2 separate regions of the Ovis aries genome follow, and region 1 is linked to region 2. Evidence: chromatin contacts called from public Hi-C data. All regions are on one chromosome and are shown on one strand. Each heading gives the region's core, a stretch centred on a gene start, on an enhancer-like site or on the middle of the called end of the contact. The rest is flanking DNA. Distances are from core to core; before and after follow the strand shown.

What was found. A called contact is a pair of places that touch in the nucleus more often than the background predicts.
Region 1: a Hi-C map of hypothalamus shows a contact between it and region 2, with 4 times the contacts expected there. The contact joins the promoter of CITED1 here to the enhancer-like site in region 2. A contact is called at or near these places in 2 of 16 Hi-C or Micro-C datasets (hypothalamus and tail adipose tissue).

Annotation. Positions count from the first base shown.
Region 1 is chrX:64,899,095-64,901,794 of ARS-UI_Ramb_v3.0, reverse strand. CITED1 (Cbp/p300 interacting transactivator with Glu/Asp rich carboxy-terminal domain 1) reads left to right here and starts at 1,390. Exons shown (of 3, transcript XM_004022187.6): 1 at 1,390-1,528. It overlaps LOC121818200 (a long non-coding RNA gene), which reads right to left and starts at 2,520. Exons shown (of 3, transcript XR_009598891.1): 1 at 2,319-2,520; 2 at 1-124.
Region 2 is chrX:64,829,567-64,832,266 of ARS-UI_Ramb_v3.0, reverse strand. No RefSeq gene overlaps it. Among named protein-coding and RNA genes, the nearest start is that of ERCC6L, 15 kb to the right of the region's middle. Within about 2 kb of position 1,281, at least 6 of the 54 cell types and tissues checked have an H3K27ac peak or open chromatin away from gene starts, as enhancers often do. A contact at or near this core is called in hypothalamus, where this site is marked.

The DNA.
Region 1 (2,700 bases), core at 141-2,640, 69 kb before region 2:
CAGGCGCCAAAGAAGGGCCTTGATCTGTCCCTCTGTTTGCTCCTCATCTTTACGTCAGTGAGCCGGTCAGTCCATCAACAAACAGAACTTTGTTCAAAGAGCGAATGCAGGGCACTTTGGGGTACTAAAGAAAAAAAAAAAAAGAATAAGAAAGAAAAGGAAAGGAAAAGACCTTTAGGTCTTCAAATCCAATTAAGAAGACAGAACACATACATAGTGAAAACGACTTCATGACATTCCCTCCCCACTTTTTTCTTAACATCAGGACTTGTAAAAAGGAGCATGTTTTATAAACACTGTAAATGGAGTAGTTGTTGCTGAAAGGGGCCAAAAAGGGGAGGGGGGAGTTCGGTTAGAAGGGTAATAATCCTGGTAGCCTTCCTGGAGGAGGCGAGAGAAGCACGAACTAAAATGAAGAAGACTGGAACCTCCTAAACGAAAAGATTTGTAAGATAACATCCCAACCCAAGAAAGATGTGATCCTAATAGAAAATGTTATTCTTTTTACTTGGGAATGATTATATAATGATCATAAAGTAACCTGGCATACTGGGAAGGCAAGAGGAATCCCTGCGAGCCCCCAGGCAAGCTCTTCCTACTCTGTTCCATTCTGGGCCTTTTGGCTGTGCCTTGTGAGCTGTACCTGGCCCCACGATCCTTGACCCATCGCCACGAAGCAACCTGCCAGCCTCCTTCAGCCCACAGGAGAGAATCCCTTGAAACTGATCCCAGCTCAGATCTTCGAGGAAAATAAATCACTGCTGCCAGCCAGCTTCCATGAAGCTCTGTCTGGAATCTGGCGACTTTAAGGGGAAAGGGACCCCTCAGCCTCAGCCCTTCAACCAGGGATATGGTGCAGCCCAAAGCGGGCAGACAGGCTCCTAGAAAGCCCTGCACAAAACCCAAATTGTGCCCCTTGGGCCCCGTCCCGTGTGTGTGTGTCCCCATCCCCCGGGTCATTTCCTGAGCCCATAACTCTCCTTTCAAACCCCCTGAAGCCCGCTCTGACCACCCTCTATATATAGGTCAGAAAACAGACACTAACAGCTCTCCCTCGCCTCAGCGAAATTACTAAGTGCAATTTATTGGGCAAGTCCATGCAGGGCGGTGGGGAGAGATCGTGCCCCAGGCCCGGGCCCCCTCCTGCTTTAGAAAAGCAGGCGTCGGCCGGGGGCTCGGGGCTCGGGGCGACCACGGCCTGGGCCCGCCAGCTGCACCCCGCGAGCCGTGACCGGTCCCCAGCGCCGGCGGACCCGCGGGGCCGCTCGGACTCCGTTCCCCAGCCGGCCCTTCGCTTTCACACGATCCGCTGTGACTGCACCAGCTCGAGCGCCTTTAAAGGGCCACACACGCCAGCCGCCGCTATAAAATGGTCCCAGCGGCATAGCTGCAGAAGGGGCACCGCTGAGCTGCCGAGAGGAGGCTCGCTCCGCCCGGCTGCCCGCCCACAGACAGCCGGCGAGGGGTAGTTTCTGGCAAGGGGGAAAAAAAGGGCTGAAGAAGGCGCAGCACCCGCTCTGGCCCTTGGGTGAGTATCCAGTTCAGATTTTGCCACCAACTCGCCCACGAGCCAGGACATGTGCTAATAATGCCCTGAGCCGGTTATAAAGACGTGGAAATTGGGGGGAGACAGAAAAGGGGGGGAAAGGGTCTGTCCTTCCTGGGATTCCTAGCCGAGGCCAGCCTGCTGCTGTGTGCGTGTGCGTCAGGGCTCTCCGGGCAGCAATGGGGGCTTGAGAGCCGGTTCCCTCGCGCCGGGAAGGGAGCGCGGTGGCCGCCGCCGCCCCGGAGTCAGGCGCCGAAGCTGCGGGCGGGCAGGCGGGCGGGCACGGGCGCTGGCTGGGGCTGCTTGGCGCGGCACGGTGCGGTGCGGCGGCGGCGCGGCGCGGCGTGGCGGTGCGGGCTTTTCCCAGGCGCCCCGGGGTCGGGTGGCACTGAGCGCGACCGGCTCGCGGCGGCGGTGGCGGCGTGCGTGCTAGGGGCTGGGGGCTCCGCCGCTGTGCCCGCGGCTCACCGGGCTCCGCGCTTCCCTCTCTCCAGGGCAGGCGGCTTCGCGGAGGTAAGCCGGGCCGCCCGGCAGGGCGCTGGGCTGGGCGGCGGGGCCGGGGACTCCAGCTGAGGGGGCGCGGGGAGCGAGCGGGGGCCGGGCTGGCTGTGGGGCTCTGGGGGACTTATTTTCTGTTTGGAAGCTGCTCTGCTGGGAGCGGAGGGGCCGCCACCCGCCCGCCCTCCAGCCAGCGTGCCGGTTCGCTCGCCAGCGCGCCCGTCTGCCGGCCAGCCGGGCCGAGCGCCCGCTTCTCCCCCGGAGACAGCAGCACCTTTTCTCCCCGCGCCCGCGCTTTCTCCAGCTTGGCTTCCACCGACTTTGCTAATCACCCGGACCGCATCTGGACGCTCCGACTCTAGGGCTGCACAAAGCTCAGGTTTCCTTCAGGGGCTGAAGGCGAGAGGGGCTTTTCGGGCCGAGTTCAGCGGAATTGAGGGATGGAAGTTAGCGAATTCGGGCAACTTGCCTTTACTGCCCAGTCGACCTCTGCTCTCCCCCACACTCACGCCCACACACACGCCCCCACACGCACACACCCCTCTGCCTATAAATGCCAGTGGCTGGGCTGGGCCGCTCACGGAGTCCCAGCCTCAGCGAGCTCAGGACTTGGAGGAAGACAGATCTGGCTGCGAATCCCGGCTCGCCACTTTCTA
Region 2 (2,700 bases), core at 32-2,531:
CGTAAACTTTCCGAAGGCACAGATTTTTTGTGTTTTGTTCACTGCTGTATCTTCAGCACAATGCTTCGTGCTTAATAAACATGTTGAATGAATGATGGCCCTTGTCTTTTGTGTGTCTCCCAGGAGTCTGTGACATGCTCCACCACAGACTGGCCTTTGCATCCCCAATGCCAGGCAAAGCAACTTTCACCAAAGGTTCCCAGTACGTATTGAACAAAATGCCTTGATACGATCCATCCAGAATGCTGAACCAAAGAGGTATGCTTCCAGAACCAAAGAGGTATGGACAAAGAATGTTGGCCTGCCATTCCAGTAAACATAAAATGTTGCCGCCATCAAGCCCTGCAGCCTCCCCATCCCACCCCCAAGGCCGCCTGACATGGTGCACCCTGAGGGGAATTCAGATGGAGAAAAACAGAAAACATTCCCTTGCTTTGGAGATTGACTGGCCTTAGATAGTTAAGATGCATATCTAAGGAAGAATTTCAGTGACCTAGGACTCCTGCATCTTCTCAGAAGTAGAAAGATCACTAAAACAATTAACTGAGATATCTGATCCTCATGACTAGCAGTAACTTTTCCCAAGATGTGGACTGAAGTCACTCAGTCACCTCTGTCCATTGGATTCTCCAGGCAAGAATACTGGAGTGGGTTGCCATTTCCTTCTCCAGGGTATCTTCCCAACCCAGGGATTGAACCTGGGTCTCCTGCATTGCAGGCAGAGGCTTTATCCTCTGAGCCACCAGGGAAGCCCATACATTCCCAAGATGCATGCTTGACATTACCTATTTCTCAGGGAAAAAAAAAATTCCTGTGTGTCCTGACTTCTCCTTAGGAGCAGTTCCTGAGAGCTATGTGAGAGGTTGACTCTCAGGCTATAGTCCTCAATAAGGTTTTCTTCCCCGCCCCATCCCATGTCCGCCTCCCCGCAAAAAACAACTTGAAACTGTTAGGCTGTGTGTTTTTCTTCAAAGGGCACAGGACTGAGTCCTCCACAGGACTCAGTACCGAATGCAGGAAGACGCCCTGTTTTCCCCACTCCTCCTTGAAACCCCAGCCTCGATCGCCTCTGCTCGACCTCCCTCCCTCCGTTGCCCCTTTCCTTCCCCCAGCCAAGCCCTCCTCGCCCGCCCGGGTACAGGCGATTATCTGAGGATGGTAATCATTGCGAGTAAATTGGAAGTTGTTTTGCACAGGGCTGTGTCCCACGCAGGTCGATTTGTATGCTTCCTGGGCACTTGTGGCACTCCAGAAACGCCATAGCAACGGCCCCGGCGCTGCCGGGTTCCGGGCGGCGGGTAGGGCTCCCTGCCACAGAGGCCCTCCCAGCCCAGCCTCCGTTTCCCGGTAACTCCCGCCGGATGCTATGCTGACCCGCATGCGGGCTGTTGTGGGGCAGAAACCAGATAATGGTTGAAGCAATCTGTAAAAGTGTAAATCGCAGGCTAGTTATGAGAACAATGACTATTCTGCGTGGAATGGTCTCCTTTCCCATTTGTTTCTCCCTGCCTTTCTGCGACTCCCCCCCCCCTCAACCAGCGCCTGCCATATTCCCCCGCCGCCTCAGGAGCAGGGGCCCTGCTGGCCAGCCTTTACTCAGTGCAAAAATCACGGCCCTGGAACACCTTTTAGTGATGCGGCCCACAGAGACACCGCCAGCTCATCCCGCGGGGGCCGAGCCGCTGATTAAATTGTATTTACTCTGCCTTTCAGTCATTCAGTTGGGCTGGGACGAGGCCAGCTGGAATTAGTGACAACTTTGAAGCATATTGACAAAGAAAGGCCGTTTTATTGCCTGCAATGACACGCGATAATTCAAAGGAAGCTCCCGAGTGTTCCAAAGGAGAGCCTTAATTAGTGAATAGATACCAGATACCACTTTTGCTAATTGTTTGGATAGATGCAGACCTTAAAAGTCCTTTAAAAATCAGTTTTGAGATGAAAAGCAAGAAGGCCTTCCTTCTGCAATAGCCTCTTCTCTCTCTCTAAATCTGAGATCCTGACCAGGACAAAGCTTTGAAAACAAGAAAGTACTATTGAACTATTCATTCATTCCAAACATTTTTTAAGCACCTACTATGCACCAGAACTATTGCAGGTATTGAAGATCCAAATATGCAGCTAATGTTCTAGAGGAGGAACAGATGATATAGAAGTAAATAAAAAGGAAATAATTTTAAATAATAGTAAGGGCTGCAAAGAATATAAACAGGAAGGTCTTGAGGGAGAGGTGGCTGAGATCTGAATGATAAGGTGGAGCCAGCCATACTAAGATTTTAGGGGAAAGTGTTCCTGGCAGAGGGAATAGCAAATGCAAAGATTGTGGAAATGGGCTTGGTGGTTCAAAGAAGAGAAATAAAGCCAATGTGGTTAAGGCAAACTGAACAAACAGGATGAGATTTGGACCAGCCAGGTCACTAGGGACTTACAGCCACAGTAAGGAGTTTGGTTCATTTTTTTCAGTGCATTGTGAACTCACGGAAAGGTCTTAAGCAAAGGCGTGATGTGATCTGGTTTATATTTTTTAAAAAGATTATTGGCTGCTATTTAAAGAGCAGATTAGATTTTCCTAATAAGAAAATGAACTGAGAGACAGGAATAGGAGTATAGGGGTGGTTAGGAAGCCATTGGTAAATGCCAGGTGGCTTAGGCTTGGGTACTTGCAGTTGGGTGGGGAGAGGTGGAGAGATTCAGGATGTA